Linked DNA regions of Capra hircus: region 2 is linked to region 1. A link is a contact called in public Hi-C data. All regions are on one chromosome and are shown on one strand. Each heading gives the region's core, a stretch centred on a gene start, on an enhancer-like site or on the middle of the called end of the contact. The rest is flanking DNA. Distances are from core to core; before and after follow the strand shown.

Region 1 (6,100 bases), core at 3,262-5,761:
TAAAAGCAGCATTGCTATAAAAGCTTTTTATATAGACTCATTCTCAAAAAAGAGCTAACAGTCCATGAAAATCAGTAGAGTTCCCAATTCAAACAGTAGAGGGCAGTCATGTTCCTTGAAGTGAAGTGAAAGTGGCTCAGTCGTGTCCAACTCTTTAGGGCCCCATGGACTATGCAGTTCATGGAATTCTCCAGGCCAGAATACTGGAGTGGGTAGCTGTTCCCTTCTCCAGGGAATCTTCCCAACCCAGGGATCGAGCCCAGGTCTCCCGCACTGCAGGAGGATTCTTTACCAGCTGAGCCCCTCCTGGTTCCCCAAGCCCAACAACACTGGAGTGGGTAGCCTATCCCTTTGCCGGCTCATGGATCTTCCCCACCCAGGTGGATTTTCCCGACCCAGGGAATGCAGGGGTCTCCTGCACTGAAGGCAGATTCTTTACCAACTGAGCTCTCAGGGAAGCTTCTTAGTTCCTTAGTGGAAGGTATAAATTATTACTGTTTTACCAAATTATATGATACTAGGCAAAATAAAATGTATATATTTAGGTACACAAACCTAAAGAGTGGATTCATCTAATGGAAGTACTTGCAGGATTAATAGTACTGTTTAGGATAAATAGCAAAAATTAGCTCACTAAGCAATTACTCTTTTTATCAGTTCTGTATAGTCCCTGTAGACTGGTACATCCCCTGCATGTAAAAGCTCAACAAAGAATCTGTTAAATGAATGTATTCAAATGATATACTGTGTGCAAATTGAAAACTAAAAGACATTTCCTTCTCAAATATAGCTATGCATGCTCTTTGAAGCTTTTTTCCAAGCAAAATTATATGTATTTCAAGATCCTCATAGAAGCTCTCTTTTAACTAACACTATTAACTGAGCTCAGAGACACAACTATGTAGCTACTAGGAGATAAAGGACAGTTGTGGAAGAAGCCCTCACTACAGTGTGAGATCTTCAGTTAAGCAGAATGCAGTTAAGCTTACAGCACAATTATCATCTAATGCAGAAAAAGCCTTTTCTATCAAAATGGGTAATTTCATGCTAGCTTTGCTGAGTGCTGATTTAACTAAAAGGAGAGGATCAGAGTAAATAACACTCTAATTTAAAACGTACCAAGCCAAATTTTATGTAATCTTCAGAGCCTAAGAAGACTATCAAACTGATTTCTGTTTTCAAAAAGTTCATATAATATGGCTCAACTACTATACAGAATGGGATTCCCAGGTAGAAAATCTGCCTGCTAATGCAGGAGACTCGAGTTTGATTCCAGGGTAGAGAAGATCCCCTGGAGGAAGAAATGGCAACCCACTCCAGTATTTTTGCTTAGAAATCCCACGGACAGAGGAGCCTGGCGGGCTACAGTCCATGGGGTTGCAAAGAGTCAGACATGACTTAGAACGCACAAGCACTATAAAGAATACCTACAGTTTAAAAAGTCTACTAAGCAATAGCTAATAGTGGCTTTGGCCTAAACTTAGTGCTATTCCCCCGGGGTCTGAGGTAGAGGTTGTAAGGCTCCTAAAAAGCCTCAAAAGGAAACTTGCTGAAGTCAGAAAACTTGCTCAAGTCTGACTTCAGGGTGTGGCCTGCTTGTATACCACAAGCATCTAGGCATTTCAGTCAAGTGGGTCAGGGGCCACCTGCACTTTCAGAAACATCCATCCAGGCTCTCATTTTAAGGTTCTGAGACGCTCTGCTGTCCTTCAGAACCAATACTGCTGAATTAAGTATCAAAAAATGACCTGGAGTAGTAACAGTCACCTTTTTGTCAACTTCACTGTCAGAATCGCTACCGGAAGAGCTTGAAGAAACAAGTTCCTTTGACTTAGGCATTCTGAAAGAAAAATACATTATGTAAATAATTCATAAACTTTTTCATTACCTTCAACTTAACTCTACCCCAAAGATTCAAGAAGTTCCACAGTTCATTCTACCATTGTGGGGCACTAGAACTGTTACACTGAGCACAATGCTATAGAAGTTATGCTCTTAATCTAAAGCTCTTCCATGTTGAAAATAACATGCAGAGGGAAGAGTTCTAAACCCAGCAAAGAACTAAATGTCATACACATCTCATACTCCTACATCTATTTCTTTCTCAAAGTCAGTGGGTCTTTTTATACTTTATTTTAGCAGGGTTAGATGATTATGGATAGGAGTTAGATGTTTACAGATAAAGTACACTGCAAAGAGACAGCTGACAGCAATCACTGTCAAACCAGGAAGAAATATGAACAATTCTCAGTATTGCTTTTTATTTCCCACCAATGAGACTTACATACAATTATTCATTGCAGGAATTAATCCCAATGTACACACAGCATGGTGGACAACTGTACTATACAGCTGTCTTTATCTAATTAGCTTTATCATTATAGTCATACTTTTCATGTTCTGTATAGGTTCTTAATCTTTTCGTTTTGACCATTCCAATCAAAACAGCAAGTTCTGATTCAAAGTTATACATAATTAACGTTCACTTACATTTCACACTGATTTTCTACTCTGAAATATAACTAAAATTTGAAGAACCTGCTTACGGGAGGGGTAAATCCTTTCCTCCACTTCCTATGACCCTAGTTCCCTAGATTTTGGAGATCCCCCCAGACAGAGGTACCTAGGCTAGTGCCTTCCCTGTGGAGTTTACAGAGTGCCTGAACCTAAAACAGAGTCTTGTGCCTCTATGTTTCCCACATTTCAAGGAATTTCATGCTCTACCTCTTTTCAAAGCACTTGTAATACCAAGTGGTAAAACTCCATGTATTTTCATAGCAAGTATCTTTCGCTCCCTGCATCTCCAATTCAGAAGAGACTGAGCCCTATTAATTTCTATATGCCCTCAAGGGCCCAATATACACAAGAGACACCGTAAATGTTTGCTGAATAAAAGAGAAAAAAAAGACTTCAACAACCATAAATAATTCAGCTGTGGACTAAACTTGCATAGCAATGGCATTCAATGTGTCTCACAAGAGGAGGTCAAGGTAAAAGAAATGGGCCATCCCTACTCTAGCCACTAAATTCAAAAAGCTCAAACCATGCTCCACCCAGCCATGTTGATTTTAACTGGCAATTTCTTGATAACAAGAAGAGTAAATTCAGAGGGGAGCCAGCAACGTTCACAACCACATTTTATACATTAATCCAGTTACTGCTCCACTTTACAGCCTAATCTCCAAAATCAATGTAGTTGTTTCTGTGTGCTAGCTGCTAATAATGCCAAGAAGCTTTTTTTTTTTTAAGGTAATTAAATTGAACATAACCTATTTTTCACTTTGAAACGGTCAAGCATAACTACACCATCTGCTCATTAAAGGTGCCCGGGGTGGCTAAGATCATTTCAAAGAACCACCTCGTGTTTAACCCAAATAAGTCCCTCCGTCATGAAAACCAGATAATGGTAACTAAACCACTCTTTGAACTACTAACAAAATATATTTTCACTTTTACTTAATGAGCCTTTACTGTTCGGGAGCGGGGAGTGGGGACGGCGTGGCTCGTAATTCAGGCAAAGTAATACTGAATTACGAGTAATAGTCGTGCGGAATATACAGAAAAGGCAAAAAACAGCTTAAAAAAAAAAGGAAATCTTCATTTTTAATAAAGGCCTGGGGGAAGAAGGATTAGAAAATAAGAGGTAAAGATAAACTAGAACTAAAGGGCACGAGAATTCGGTACCACACGAGGGTGGTAAGCACCCAAACGGGGGAAGCGGGTCCCGGGATGCCAGCAAGCCTCCCGAACCCCGGGACAGGCGATGGCTGGGGCGGTGGGAGACAGGTTGGTCGGAGGGGGCGTAGGAGGCGGCGAAATGCAGAGGAGACGGAGTGGGAAGAGGAGGGACTTGCACCAAGCGCCATTTTCTTCCCTCGAATAGCTCACTCCCCCTCAACACACCAGCCGTTCACTCCTCCACCCACGGACTCCCCCGCCGCACCCCCGGCCTCCTCAGACCCGGTCCGCTCCCTCCCGTCCCTAGAGCGTCCCAGCTCCGGGGAGCAAGGATGAGGACCCCAGAGACGCAGGCCCCGCACGCGCCCCCGCCCGGGACCGGGCCGCTGCTGCATTGTCCCGGGGGTGCCCCGGGCCCCTTCCCGAGGCTCCTCGGCCCCGCCCGGCCGCACCCGCCGCCCGAGATCGCCTCACCCGCTACCCCGGGGCCGTTCCCGGGAGCCAGCTTCAGGCGCCAAGGGGCCTGAAACGCGTGGGGCTCGTAGTCCGGGACGGAGGAGGGGGTCCGGAGAGGCCGAGGAAGGGAAGGGGGAGATCAGGCAGCGCCGCCATTTCCTGCGGCCGTGGCCGACAAGGAACCCGGGCGTCAGGCGGAGAGTGGCCGAGCTGGGAAGGTAGGGGTCGGCCGAGCGGTGCTTCGACGGGTAGGGGGTGGGGGCGGGGTCCCGTGCACTCACGCTCCGCTCCAGTAGCCGAAGTGCCTGCTGCTCTCTCACTAGCGACTGACAGAGAAACGGAAGTGACGGCAGCAGAGAGACGCCGGCCCCGCCCCGCTGAGACTACGCACACGCGACGGGGCGTGGCTTCCTCGCCAAAACCCGACACCGAAACCCTTTCCAGGGCCTTAAAGGGTCCGCCCCTCATCCTAAACTGAAACCGGGAAAGATGCAGCGAAGATTGGATTTGACTGTGAGTGAAAGAGGGAACGAACTAAACATGAATGGCTAGCAACGATGGTCTTTCCAGTGGTCATATATAGATGTGAGAGTTGGACTATAAAGAAAGCTGAGCACCGAAGAATCGATGCTTTTGAACTGTGGTGTTGGAGAAGACTCTTGAGAGTCCCTTGGACTGCAAGGAGATCGGACCAGTCTATCCTTAAGGAAATCAGTCCTGAATATTCACTGGAAGGACTGATGCTGAAGCTGAAACTCCAATACTTTGGCCGCCTGATGCGAAGAACTGACTCATTTGAAAAAACCCTGATGCTGGGAAAGATTGAAGGCTGGAGAAGAACGGGACGACAGAGTATGAAATGGTTGGATGGCATCGCCGACTCAATGGACGTGAGTTTGAGTAAACTCAGGAGTTGGTGATGGACAGGGAGGCCTGGCGTGCTGCAGTCCATGGGGTCGCAAGGAGTCTGACAAGACTGAGCGACTGAACTGATGAGCACCGTGCTTTGCACTTGTTCCATTAATGTTTCTTGTGTTAAAGTGAAATGTCTGAAGAAAGATCTGAAAAAGAACCCTTCTGGCCTATTTTCCAAGAAATGATCCTTGCCTGCTACCCCCTACTCTGGTATTTGATCCTGGCTGGTAGAATTCAAAGGAAGGAAGTCACAGTCATAACGTTTAATTCCAGAAAGTGCAAAAAAGTCTTCCCAGAAGTCCTTACCACACACCCACACACTTATTCCTAAACTGAAGTTCTGGGAACTCCCTGGGAGTCCAGTGGTTAGGACTTGGCACTTTCACTGCCAGATGCCTGAAGTTCAATCCCTGGTCAGGGAACTAAGATCCTGCAAGTCCTGGGGCCAAAAAAAAAAAAAAAAAGGTACCTAAAGTTCTGCAAATGTGAGCTCACAGAAGGCAAGAGATATCCATGCTATAAGCAGGAATATGACTCATAGAGTCTTTGAATCTATATTTAATGAATGCCTACTATAGCCAAGAGTACATATTCAACACATTTATCAAGCATCCACTATGTTCCAGGCACTGCAGTGAGGCACTTCACATATAACACTTGTCCTAATAAGCCCTTTCCAGTGTAGAAATGATTGTTCTCTCCATTTTATAAAGAAACCAAGGGTTTACAAGGTTAAATAAGTTCTGCTATAGGTGATACAGAGAATGAGTCATGATTCAAATCCTGGACGCTACAGACTGAGGGAGACCTCAAATGCTCTAGCCCACTTCTATGCATGCAACATCAGGCTACATGACTACTTCTTAAAAATGAAATACTTGCTGTCTAGTTCCTTTTATGCAAAGCACAAAAAAAGCAAAAATAATCCATAGCGATCTAGGTCAGGTTGGCCTCAGGGGACTATCACTTGGAGTGAGTATGAAGGAATCTGCTGGGATGCTGAATATATCTTGGTCTGGGTAATAGTTAGATAGGCATTGTTCAATTGCTA
Region 2 (5,856 bases), core at 1,934-4,433, 62 kb after region 1:
AACATTAACTTTTCCCTAGGTCTCCAATCTGCCCTGAAGATTTCAGGTTTTCTAGCCCCTGCAATTGTGTGAGGCAATTCCCTAAGGTAAATTTTCTGTGTCTGTCTCTGTCTCTCTCTGCACACACACACACACACACACACACACACACACACACACACACATTCTATTGGTTTTGTTTCTCTAGAGAACCCTGAACAACGCAAAGCCTATGTGCAATTTGTCACGTTTTCTTTTTTGCTCTTCCACATTAACCTTGGAAGCACGTGTAGAGATGCGGTCTCCAGCCTGGATCCCTAAGTGACAATAGCAAGTCTAGTCCCTCTGCCAACCCACAGTGGACAGGGGACATAATCGAGACATAACCTCCGTTCTGCTAAGCCACGGAGATGTGGGGACTGTTTGTGGTCACAGCACAATCTACTCCATAGACCAAGGAGGCAAAATAGAAATTAGGGTGATTTAGATTTGTTAGTGGAAGCAAACTGATTGAAACTGCCCACCCTGGCCAGGCACCATAGTAACCATTCAGTTCAGTTCAGTTCAGTCGCTCAGTTGTGTCCAACTCTTTGCAACCCCATGAATCGTAGCACGCCAGGCCTCCCCGTCTATCACCAACTCCCGGAGTTCACTCAGACTCACATCCATCGAGTCCGTGATGCCATCCAGCCATCTTATTCTGGGTCATCCCCTTCTCCTCCTGCCCCCAATCCCTCCGAGCATCAGAGTCTTTTCCAATGAGTCAGCTCTTCGCATGAGGTGGCCAAAGTACTGGAGCTTCTGCTTTAGCATCATTCCTTCCAAAGAAATCCCAGGGTTGATCTCCTTCAGAATGGACTGGTTGGATCTCCTTGCAGTCCAAGGGACTCTCAAGAGTCTTCTCCAACACCACACTTCAAACGCATCAATTCTTCGGCACTCAGCCTTCTTCACAGTCCAACTCTCACATCCATACATGACCAATGGAAAAACCATAGCCTTGACTAGATGGACCTTAGTTGACAAAGTAATGTCTCTGCTTTTGAATATACTATCTAGGTTGGTCATAACTTTTCCTCCAAGGAGTAAGCGTCTTTTAATTTCATGGCTGCAGTTACCATCTGCAGTGATTTTGGAGCCCTAAAAAATAAAGTCTGACACTGTTTCCACTGTTTCCTCATCTATTTCCCATGAAGTGATGGGACCAGATGCCATGATCTTCGTTTCCTGAATGTTGAGCTTTAAGCCAACTTTTTCACTCTCCTCTTTCACTTTCATCAAGAGGCTTTTTAGCTCCTCTTCACTTTCTGCCATAAGGGTGGTGTCATCTGCATATCTGAGGTTATTGATATTTCTCCTGGCAATCTTGATTCCAGCTTGTGTTTCTTCCAGTCCAGCGTTTCTCATGATGTACTCTGCATAGAAGTTGAATAAGCAGGGTGACAATATACAGCCTTGACATACTCCTTTTCCTATTTGGAACCAGTCTGTTGTTCTATGTCCAGTTCTAACTGTTGCTTCCTGACCTGCATACAGATTTCTCAAGAGGCAGGTTAGGTGGTCTGGTATTCCCATCTCTTTCAGAATTTTCCACAGTTTATTGTGATCCACACAGTCAAAGGCTTTGGCATAGTCAATAAAGCAGAAATAGATGTTTTTCTGGAACTCTCTTGCTTTTTCCATGATCCAGCGGATGTTGGCAATTTGACCTCTGATTCCTCTGCCTTTTCTAAAACCAGCTTTAACATCAGGGAGTTCATGGTTCACGTATTGCTGAAGTCTGGCTTGGAGAATTTTGAGCATTACTTTACTAGTATGTGAGATGAGTGCATGAGTTATTTTACAACAAAAGGTCCTGGTAAGGAATAAGGAACTAACAAGCCACTACCAACCAAAAGAATTCGGGAAAGGTCAAAAGGAGACATCATGTGTCCTTCCACCTTCCAGAATCCTTCTTGCTGGCATCCATCCTGGCTGAGCAATGCGTGCACCACCGGGAAGGACCCTGAGTCATAATGATCAGCCAAAGACAACCTGGAAACTAATCCTATCACCATAAAACCTGAGACTGCAAGCCACCTGGCAGAGTAGTTCTCCTGGGTCCCCTTACTTCACTGCTCCCACTGATGTGCCCCTTTCCAATAAAGTCTCTTGCTTTGTCAGCATGTATGTCTCCTTGGACTATTCATTTCTGGAGTGTTAGACAAGAGCCCACTCTCAGTACTCACTATTTCTCATTTCTTCTGGCTAAGATTATTCCAGGGCTTGAAGCAGCTCTTGGCATTTTCCCTGCTAAGAATGTCCCTGGAATCAATGTCCTATTCCCACTTTTCTACCCTAATTAAGCTTTCCTGGCTCTAAAAGTCCTCTTCCTCTCAATTCAATAAAAATGTTTCCTTTTCTTCTTAGTGTGAGAGATCACAATTTTGCAGTAAGAGGTAATAAGCAAATTCTCTCCAATGTGTGAATAGAAGCTTCATTTTCCCAGGGGGATTTGCATTTGAAAAGGAGATTTAAAAACAAAACAAAAATCCCACACAAATGAAGCTATACTTGGTGAAATTCCAGGAAGCATGATTAAGTGAGATTTCCCATAGTAAGGGAGACATTTGGGACTTTTCAAGAGGACTTTTTCACAGGTGCTCCGCAGAAGGTACCAATATTGTTGGATTTTATTTCCTGGAATTTCTGGGTGCTTCTGAGTACTGGAGAACAAAAATTCCTCAGGGATGCTTCACAGCAACTTCCTGTACTGTCCATTTCTCCTTCCAAATGCTTCCCAATGACCAGCCATGGCCAGACCTAACAGGCTCACAGCCTCTCCTGGCATCCTTAGGTCAAGCTGCCAGCCACTTTGTTTTCCACAGGGAGCAGCCTCCTGAGAGAGGTGCTCTTTACCCAAAGGTAAGGTCCCTGAAATCCAATACACAAATATCCCTAGGTGTCACATGTCCCCCTCTTATATCACCCCAGGAGGCCTACCTCTCATCTCAAAAGTAATGTACATTCACAGGAAATCAACTAGGCAACTTGTTTAAAAACATAGATTCAGAGATTTAACTTCTGATTCAATAGATTGGGATGCAGTCCAGAAAGCCACATTTTCGCAAGCCTCCTTCCCCCCATGTGGTTCAGATGAACGCGATAGGCTGACTACACTCCGTGAAATGGAGCCCCAGGGAGATGGGGTGAGCTGTGCGCACCGCCCGCTCTCCTGAATTCCCGGTGAACTCTTTTCTAGTCAGCTCCAAGTTTGTGTCTATTTGATGGAGCCAGGCCATCTGCTCACAGCCTTAAAACAAAACAAACAAAACAAAAAGATGGAGTGTTGCTTCCAGGAATTTCTGTGCCATTTTTCTTTTTTCTTTCCGTTTACAAAAGGATACGTCTTTTTATGTGTGATTTAATTTTTCACGACAAAAATGAGGACAAATGGTGGTCTCTTCCCTCACTCATTTTTTTGCCATATTTGCAGAGGACTTAAAAGTTAACTCGTGAGAAAGAAGCAACCAGCTCCAAGAGCTCTCAGATGAAAGTTGAGATTATTAAGAGTCAAATGGAAAAAAAAAAAAGTTAAATAACATTTGTTAACACACTGTTTTTAGAAACCTGTTTTAGAGCCAGTAGCCACAGGGCAGAAACCAATTTTCAAAAAGACAACCCAATTGGCCAACTGAAGAGTTAATTTCTTTGGCCTCGGGGAAGAGGCCGCTGAGTTCCCCGCACTTGGAAGTAATTAGTCCTCCCCATCCCCCAACACCACCCCAGCTCCCGCCCAGACCCAGGCCGGATCTCTGCCCTGAGTGCGTGTGCCCCCTGGTGGTTTGAAGGTAAACTACAACGTACCTCAAAGGGAAGGAGAAAATCCGGAGTTTGAATATCCTTGCATTTTCTCACTCCACACCCACACAGAGCTTTTTCAGGGACAGGTCCGCAGGTGCATCAGATGCTGTGATGGTTCTGGTGGCATCCTCACACTTCATTCTACACACCTCATTAACCCCTTAAAACCCCTTAAAACCCCTTAAAAGCACAGTTCCTGCCTGGCCCAACGCAGTACACTGAACCAGGCCAAGCCACCAGTGCCTGTCACAGAAAGCACTCCAGAAAAATCAAGCCCATTGACTTCCCCGGCAGTCCAGGGGTTAAGACTCCACACTTTCACTGCAGAGTGCCAGGGTTCAACTCCTAAGCAAGAAATAATAAAAATAGGCCTCTGGACCTTCAAAAAGGGCTTCGGGCTATCAGCCAGACACTCGATTCGCCTGCAAGACTCATTTTTAAATTATATGGATTTATTGTATTTTTTTGAAAAATCCAGTACAACATACAGAAGTCACTGTTGTTAATTTGGAGCATGTCCTTCCAAAACTTTCTACAATGTACTTACGTATATAACTGTACATGGACAAATATAGAGAATTATAAGCTTATGGAGCTTTTCTTAAAAAACAGGATCATATAATACCTGATTTCTTTCACAGCATGATTTTTTAAATTAATAATAGGATTTCTTCAATCAAATCTTTCTACATGGAGCCATTTAGTTCTTTTTAACTCTGTATACTATTCTAAACAGAGGCTCCCCCAGAGCTTCCCCAGTGACTCAGTGGTAAAGAATCAGCCTGCAATTCAGGAGACACAAAGTCTCCTGGGTTAGGAAGATCCCCTGGAGAAGGAAATGGCAACCCACTCTATTATTCTTGCCTAGGAAAGGCCATGGACAGAGGAACCTGGCGGGATACAGTCCACGAGGTTGCAAAAGAGTCAGACTCGACTGAGAGACTAAACAAGAACAACAAACTACTATTCTATAGTATTGGGAGTTCAGAAAGCCAAAATAATATTCCTTTCTTTTTTTCCTTAGTCTGGGCTCAATGGAGAAAGAAGGCAATGGAGGCCGCAGACATAAAATTTTTAAAATTGACAAAAATCAAACTGTTCTTGTTGTTAGCAAGGGGATTGGAAAATATGGTTTAAGGGTATATCTAGAGTAACTTACTAATATTTCATCCTGAATGAGTATAGGCTGACTTGCTGGGTCACAGTAACAAAGGACACACTGAGTGTGTCAGAGCTTGCTACCCAGCAGAGCACAGGTCGGCATGGCCTCAGGGCAAACACCCTAGAAGATGGCAGTGAAAAGGCTGAACGAACGTGCCCAGTCCCTTCTCGCTAGCTCATTAACTGTGCAGACCAGTCCTTTTCTCATAGGGATAAATGAGAGAACAAGGGGTGGGGGGGAGGACAGGAGTATAATCTAGACCCTAACTAAAACCAGAGAAATGGAGAGTCCCCGGAACATTTCCTAACTTTTTGTTATTGAAGCTTTCTGCTCTGAAATTCACAGGAGCATAACTGACCCCTCTTCTCCCCCTGGAGAAGAGAGGAGGCAATTATCAGAACATTCCTGGCTTCTACCTTCACGAATGCATTCTCTCAATACCAAGCACTGCTCTTTCGTAGATCTGTCTTGTTTATGGTTTGTCGTTTGGCCTCAGAAAGCTCTAACTGAAGGGGAGCCAGTCATGCTCTTATAAATTTCAGCCCAGAAAGGTTCAAGTTCAGAAAGTTAGGAAATGTTCAGGGAACTCTCCATTTCCCTGGTCTCAGCTAGCATCTAGATTACACTCCTATCCTCCCTCTCTTGTTTACAGTTTGTAGTTTGGCCTCAGAAAGCTCTGACATAACAAATGACAGTGTCCATTTGTTATTGACTCCTAGACCTTGATGTTGTCTAAACAAAAATGTGCTCCACATTCTGTTTCACACCAGACACTTTGTCCGATGAAACCCATCAAAGATTATACAGCAAAAAGATACTTCTTTCAAAAATGCAATATCTAACATATTAAAGGCCATATATTAAAACCCAGA

The links. A called contact is a pair of places that touch in the nucleus more often than the background predicts.
Region 2: a contact with region 1 is called in a Hi-C map of blood, with 3 times the contacts expected there. The contact joins the enhancer-like site here to the promoter of SUB1 in region 1. A contact is called at or near these places in 3 of 5 Hi-C or Micro-C datasets (all in blood).

Annotation. Positions count from the first base shown.
Region 1 is chr20:41,029,318-41,035,417 of ARS1.2, forward strand. It overlaps SUB1 (activated RNA polymerase II transcriptional coactivator p15), which reads right to left and starts at 4,512. Exons shown (of 5, transcript XM_005694825.3): 1 at 4,416-4,512; 2 at 1,768-1,840. The coding sequence starts at 1,839.
Region 2 is chr20:41,092,343-41,098,198 of ARS1.2, forward strand. No RefSeq gene overlaps it. Among named protein-coding and RNA genes, the nearest start is that of TRNAW-CCA, 27 kb to the left of the region's middle. Within about 2 kb of position 3,184, at least 3 of the 5 cell types and tissues checked have an H3K27ac peak or open chromatin away from gene starts, as enhancers often do.